Linked DNA regions of Ovis aries: region 1 is linked to region 2. A link is a contact called in public Hi-C data. All regions are on one chromosome and are shown on one strand. The core of a region is the stretch at or near the end of the contact, and the rest is flanking DNA. Distances in the headings are between cores, read along the strand shown.

Region 1 (4,119 bases), core at 985-3,484, 190 kb before region 2:
CTTGGATCTTCACGAGCCAATTGTGGCCAGCATCGCTCACCATGCACTTCCTCCCGGTGGACTATAGGGAGAAATTTAGGTGGGAGGTCCTTCGGCAGGTTCCCCTGAGCTGTTTTAAATTTGTTCGAGCCACAGATTTATTGGCTTGACACGATACAAATGTATTGTCTTACAGTTCAAGAGATCAGAAGTCGGAAAGAGTGTTACAGGGTTCACACCAAGGTGTTGGTTGAGCTGTGTTCCTTCCAGAGGCTCAAACGGAGAATGTGTCCTTGCCCTTTCCAGCTTCCAGAGGCATCCGCAACCCTTGGCCTGTGGTCCCCGGCCAGCAACCGCATCACTGTGAGCTCTGCTTCTCGGCTTCTGACTCTCCTGTCTTCCTCTTTGGCTTAAAAAAAGATCCTTGTGATTGCTCTGGGCCCTCTAAGATTATCCAGGATAAAGTTTCCCATCTGAGGATCCTTAATTTGATGACATCTACAAAGTCCCCTTCGCCATGTAAAATACCATGTTCACTGGTTCTGGGGATTAGACGTGGATGCGGGCAGGAGGGGGCAGTGCTCTTCCACTGTCTAACACAGTCTTCTGGGAATTTGGGGATGGTCCAATCAGAATGGAGAGTGGGTGTCTGCCAGAGGACACTCTCATTATCAAAGTCCGCAAGCCATCTTTGTTGTCTCTGCTCATTCTGCTTGCTACTTATTTCCACTTCTGCATTTCCCGGTTAACGATTCTCTCCTGTTTCATCTCTCCCTGTCTTTAGCGATAACATAGTTCAGGATACGACATAACGCTCATTCCAAAGCGAGACAAGGGTGCTGCAACTGGCCTGCATGAAAGAAAAAAAATCTCAGAGTGCAAGTTTACTAACTTTGTGCAAAATGTCTTGGGAAACTCAGACAGCCAAATAGTGTCAATCAGCATTCCTGGCACATTTACTCATTAAATGCTATGTGAGTCGAGCAGGTCTTTATCGTTGTTGAAATAGCAAATCTGCGCATTTTGTGTGATTCAAAATATTTGTAATAGAATTGCTACTCAATATATAAGCATGGCATCAGTCTTCACATTCCAATTCTCTCTTGATGGTGAAGGAAAGCATTGTAGCCAGCAGTATAGCTCTGGGGAGTTTTGCCCATGATAATAGAGTATTTTGGAGAGTAAGGACGAAGGAGGGAGGAAGGCAATTGTAAAACTGAGATACAGGATATGGGGCTCTATTTACTAAGGGAAAAACAGTCAGAAATACACTGCAGTTGTTAGAGAAAATAAGAAAGTTTCTTGAAAATTAAATTCAGGGAAGATAATATTGAAAACAAGAGGAAATGAAAATTCTGATTTAAAGCAGATACTTTTAAGAAAAAGTGATGATGAACATTTTTTCAGATATCTTCTGTTTATTTCTTTTGTAAATGCACAAAATTTACAGTTTTTCCTTTTTCTATTATAGGGTTCATCATTTTTATTGATCATATACACTCTTGGTATATTAGGGTTATTACCATTTTCTTCCGAAATATGAATTGCAAGTATTTTCTATTTGTCAGTCCTATTTGTGGTAGGGACATTTTTCTATGCAGATGTTTTAAATTTGTAATCATTCAAACTACCAATTTTTTCCCTCATGCATTGTGAACTGATTATTAAGCCCAGAAAGGCCTTCTGGACAGATTATTAAAATTTCACCTACTAGTAATCAAAAATGCAAATAAAAATGAGGTTTAATTTTTTACCTATCAGATTCAGTCCTTTACTTCCTCAGAAATATGTCCGTCAAGTGTCCATTACGTGATAAGCATTACACGAAGAGCTGGAGATCCAGACATAAAGAAAACATTTTAACAAAAGTTCTATCACTGTGACATTTATATTCCACTGGGTCCAGATAAACAGTAAGATGAATACATAAGCTGCATACTACACTAGAGAAGTGCAATGAAATAAAACAAAGCTGGAAAAGGGGATGAAGGCTACTAAGGGTAGGACAGGTGGCATTTTAATATGATCATCAGAGAAGGTCTCCTGTAGGGAACAAAGTATAAGGAAGGTTGGGAAGTGTTTGCAAACAAGACTCTCAACCAGGGCTAGACATTCTTACAGACAAGATGTTCCGCCAAGAATCCTCTGTTTGACCCCGTGGAAAAAGAACATTTCTTGCATACAAGGATGTTCATCTGATTCCTCAAAAGGAACAGACCTGGGGACAAAATGGATTCTAAGCTGATAAGAAAGTTCTCAAAACAAAGTCTTAGCTGCAGTAAATAAGTTTTAAAAAGGTTATCTCGCCCCATGCCTGCGCACTGTATAGTCGCTGAATCACGGTGTTTGGCAACTTGCCTCGCTGATTGTTGTACAAAAAGATATAAAATAAAACAGCTGCAAAAAGCGGCAAAAAGATTCCAACCACTCTACAGTGTTGGTGTTTCATTCCATCGCTAGCAGTCTCCCAAGTGAGCCAGGCTGGTGAGCCAGGCAGAACTCTGGACTGGAGTGAAGAAATCCTGAGGCAGGAGCTGCTTGATCTGCAAGCGACGAGGCCACTGTGGCCAGAGAGGGCGAAAACAAGGGTAAGAGTGGACAGGTGGCAGGGCGAGCCTCACCCAGCCCCTGTGGGACACTGCAAGGATTCAGGCTTTTACTCAGAATGAGATGGGATGGCGTTGCAGGGTCTGGACTAGGGTGATGTCATAACTTCTTGTAACCACTCCAGCTTCCACACAAATACTAGAGTCTCCTGGAAGTAAGACAACCTGCCGGGGCTATTGCACAAATCCAGATGAGAGACGATAGTGATAGCGTGTGATAGCAATGGAGGCCCATGTGATAGCAAGGACCTGGACGTCTGAGCAATGAGGCAAAGGAGGCATCAAGGTTTTTGGCAATGGAAAGGATGAAGTAACTTAACTGTGATGGGAAAGCTGCGAATGAAGCAGGCTTAGATATTAATGTGTGTGTGTGTGTATTAGTGGCTCACTTGTGTCCAACTCTGCGACGCTACGGACTGTAGCCCACCAGGCTCCTCTGCCCATGGAATTTTGCAGGCAAGAATACTGGAGTGGGTTGCCATTCTCTTCTCCAGGGGATCTTCCCAACTCAGAGATTGAACCCAGGTTTCCCACATTTGCCAGCAGATTCTTTACCATCTGAGCTAATATTAATAGTAAGAATCTAAGTGGGATGTAAAATAGTCAGCTCTATGTATGAAGTACATTCCCATGGTCTCTTCCATCTCTGAAATGGAGGTAGAACCACCAGCATGGAGTGGAATTTAAAGCCATGAGGCTGAGTGAGATTACCAAAAGATGAACAAAGATTAAGAATATTGACAATACCGAATATTGACAGATTCCTAAGAAAACACACATTCTCATATGCTCTCCATCTAAATCAAGATAAACCATTCTGGAAAGCAGTTAGCAACATGTACCAAAATTTAAACATGCATATCTTTTTAATTGAAGTATAGTTGGTTTACAATGTAGTGTTGGTTTCTGCTAAACAACAAAGTGATTCAGTTATATATCTGTTGTTTAGTCACTAAGTCACGTCAGACTCTTTTGCAATCCCATGGAGCTCCCATGGAGCTCGGCAGGCTCCTCTATCCACGGGATCTTCAGGCAAGAATACTAGAATGGATTGTTATTTCCTTCTCCAGGGAATCTTCTTGACCCAGCGATCAAACCTATGTCTCCAGCATCGGCAGGCAGATTCTTTACCACTGAGCCACCTGGGAAGCCCTCAGTTTTATGTTTGTGCTTGTGTGTGTGTATGTATATACATACATATAGATATAGTTTTATCTGTTTATGTATATATAAAACTATATGCATATATATACTTAAACAGATAAAACTATATCTGTATGTATATACATACACACATACAAACATATATATATAAAAACATATATATATGAAAATCTATATACATTCTTTTTCAGACTATTTTCCATTATAGGTTATTACAAGGTATTAAATACAGTTCCCTGTACCATACAGTAAGAACTTGTTGTTTGTCAATTTTACATATACCAGTTTACATCTAAATATGCATACCTTTGACCCATCAATTCCAGTTTTTAGGAGTTCATTTTAAGGAAGAAACCAAACAGGTAAGTAA
Region 2 (3,566 bases), core at 436-2,935:
ACACATACCACATACACATCACACACAAATCACACTACACACCACATACACACACAACCCACATGCCACACACACCACATACATAACACACACACAGAGTTGTGCTCAATCTCTCAATCGTGTCTGACTCTTTGTGACCCCATGACTGTAACCCACCAGACTCCTCTGTCCATGGGATTTTCCAGGCAAGAATACTGGAATGGGGTTGCCATTTCCTTCTCCAGGGGATCTTCCCAACCAAGGGATTGAACCAGCTTCTCCTGCTTGGCAGGCAGATTCTTTACCACTAAGCCACCTGGGTGGAGAAGGCACACACACACACACACACACACACACACACACACACAGCACACACATATCTCTCTCTCTCACACACATACACACACACCTCATGTAGTCCCTCTCCCTTCCATTTGCACAACCAGGCTGCAATATTATGCCTGGAATACGCACCCTTCCACCCCTCTCATTGCCTTAGCTATTAAATGTTGACTGAAATTCTCCTGGCTTCTGAAAGCAGCAGCACTGTTTGGCAGTCACTTGATGTGCTCTTGTTTGCCCTCACTCCATGTGAATCAGGCAACAGAGTTGAGGGCAATTAGTATTCACCCCACAGTCACAGCCCACGACTCACCATTGCCCACTGCCTCTGATACAAGATTGGAAATTAACTGCCCCCTACCAAAGATTATCACTCACTAATAACCCGGGGCTTTAAACATTGTCTCCAGAATGTACACTTTCATACTGGAAAGGGCTTTTTACTGTTTCCTGGTAGTGGCTGTAACAAGAGTCCATCAGTCTCCATAGACGGGCAGATAATGATGATGCTAACAAGTGACATCTGCACAGAATTTTATGGTTGACAGAGATCTCTTCACACTTGGTTTTCACTTGTTGCTGTTCACTCAGTTGGGTCCAACTCTTTGTGACCCCATGGACTGCAGCAGGCCAGGCTTCTCTGTCCTTCACTGTCTCCCAGAATTTGCTCAAACTCATGGCCATTGAGTGGATGATACCATCCAACCATGACATCCTCTATCACCCCCTTCTCCTCCTGCCTTCAATCCTTCCCAGCCTTAGGGTCTTTTCCAGTGAGTCAGCTCTTCACATCAGGTGGCCAAAGTATTGGAGCTGCAGCTTCAGAATCAGTCCTAAATGCTAAAGGTTTTCACTTACAGAATCTCGTTCAGTCCCTGAGAAATGAGATAGTAGAATAAGACCCCTTCTGCCTCCATTTCAACTGAGATGCCAAAAAAAAAAAAAGGGTACCTGATATGAAGATCCTTGGGACAGACCTCTCTCAGCAAATTCACAGGATGTCCCCAGCACCTCTTATACAACTCCTGATCCCTGGTTACTATAAGGATGTGAAGAGGGTAGGGAGGAGCAAGAGTTTTCTAACAGATTACAGATTGAGATGAGAATACCTATACAGCCTATCTTCTGAGACAGCCACACTGCTGCAAATCCTGTGCCCCTTCACCAAACCCCTGTGGACTAGGGGCGGTGCTGCCCCAGAGCAGAAGGGGACTCCGCGGACCAGCAGAAAAGCCTTCCCTCTGTCCTTGCCTTCTGACCAAAATAAGTAACTCTCAGAAGAAAGAGTGGCTTAAGTACCATCTGCCCTGCATTCAGCTTGCTTCCTGAATGTGAAGGCCATCGGAAGGTCAGAAGGTCGAAGGGAAGTGAGCTCTGCAGGAGGAAGAACCAGTAGCCAGCTCCGCCCCCTCCCCGCTGGGTCTCTGGCGGGAGGAGGAGCCAGGAGCCAGCTGCGCCCCTCCCCCGTGGGGGGGGGTGGTCTCCGGCGGGAGGAGGAGCCAGGAGCCAGATCCGCCCCCTTCCCGCTGGGTCTCTGGCCTCAGCAGCTGGGGAGGAGGAAGGAGTTCTGGTTTTGCTGTGTTCGCATCCCAGCTTCCAGGGCTCAGCTGTTGGGAGGCACATGGTACGTCCCCCAGCCTTGCCTTGCAGTTCCACATCACTGAATGGGTATGGATGCAGCCCAAGGAGACAGAACTGTTCCTTATTTGAAGGACAGGACCGTGATTTACCTTATCTTGGAAGGGAAAGATAAAACCTCTGTGTGGAGAAGAAGAGCAGGGAAGAAAAGGGGATGGAAGGATGGGGAGGGAGGTAAGAAGTCTTCTGGAGTATCAGAGAGAAACCCAAAGCCTAGAACATACCCATCTGCTTCCTTATATTGTTCTATTTCCTTTAAATGTTCTTGTTTGGTCATACCATGTGGCATGCAGGATCTTAGTTCCTGGACCAAGGATCGAACCTATTCCCCTTGGGGTGGAAGTGGCGTCTTAACCGCTGGACCCCACCAGGGAAGTCCTGTATTGTTCTATTTCTGAAAATGAAGTTTGACCACAAAACACATTAGTGGGGGAAGAAACACTTCTCTCACTTCATTAAGAGTTTCCACTTTCTCTCAGAGTCAAAATGAACATGTGCCGTGGATATCCCCTTCCTAAGTGAACAACGCAAAGAAATAGAGGAAAACAATAGAATGGGAAAAACTAGAGATCTCTTCAAGAAAATTAGAGATACCAAGGGGACATTTCATGCAAAGATAGATGGGCACAATAGAGGACAGAAACAATATGGACCTGACGGAAGCAGAAGATATTAAGAAGAGGCGGCAAGAACACACAGAAGAACTGTACGAAAAAGATCTTCATGTCCCAGTAACCACAATGGTGTGATCACTCACCTAGAGCTGGCTGGAATGCGAAGTCAGGTGGGCCTTAGGAAGCATCACTACAAACAAAGCTAGTGGAGGTGATGGAATTCCAGTTGAGCTATGTCAAATCCTAAACGTTGATGCTGTGAAAGTGCTGCACTCATTATGTCAGCATATTTGGAAAACTCAGCAGTGGCCACAGGACTGGAAAAGGTCAGTTTTCATTCCAGTCCCAAAGAAAGACAATGCAAAAGAATGTTCAAACTACCACACAATTGCACTCATTTCACATGCCAGCAAAGTACTGCTCAAAATTTTCCAAGCCAGGCTTCAACAGTACATGAACTGAGAACTTCCAGATGTTCAAGCTGGATTTAGAAGAGGCAGAGCAACCTGAGATCAAATTGCCACCATCTGTTGGATCATAGAAAAAGCAAAAGAATTCCAGAAAAACATCTGCTTCATTGACTACACCAAAGACTTTGACTGTGTGGATCACAACAAAATGTGGGAAATTTTAGAGATGGGAATACCAGACCACCTTACCTGCTTCCTGCAAAATCTGTAGGCAGGTGAAAAAGCAACGGTTAAAACCAGACATGGAACAATGGACTGGTTCCAAATTGGGAAAGGAGTACATCAAGGCTGTATATTGTCACCCTGCTTATTTAACTTACGTGCAGAGTACATCATGTGAAATGCCAGGCTGGAGCAAGCACAAGCTGGAATCAAAATTGCCAGGAGAAATATCAATAACCTCAGATATGCAGATGACACCACCCTTATGGCAGAAAGCAAAGAGGAACTAAAGAGCCTCTTCATGAAAATGAAAGAGGAGAGTGAAAAAACTAGCTTAAAACTCAACATTCAAAAAAGAAGA

What was found. A called contact is a pair of places that touch in the nucleus more often than the background predicts.
Region 1: a Hi-C map of liver shows a contact between it and region 2, with 4 times the contacts expected there. The contact joins two enhancer-like sites. A contact is called at or near these places in 2 of 16 Hi-C or Micro-C datasets (hypothalamus and liver).

Annotation. Positions count from the first base shown.
Region 1 is chr17:18,997,241-19,001,359 of ARS-UI_Ramb_v3.0, reverse strand. No RefSeq gene overlaps it. Among named protein-coding and RNA genes, the nearest start is that of NOCT, 350 kb to the right of the region's middle. Within about 2 kb of position 2,234, at least 4 of the 54 cell types and tissues checked have an H3K27ac peak or open chromatin away from gene starts, as enhancers often do. A contact at or near this core is called in liver, where this site is marked.
Region 2 is chr17:18,804,315-18,807,880 of ARS-UI_Ramb_v3.0, reverse strand. No RefSeq gene overlaps it. Among named protein-coding and RNA genes, the nearest start is that of NOCT, 150 kb to the right of the region's middle. Within about 2 kb of position 1,685, at least 1 of the 54 cell types and tissues checked has an H3K27ac peak or open chromatin away from gene starts, as enhancers often do. A contact at or near this core is called in liver, where this site is marked.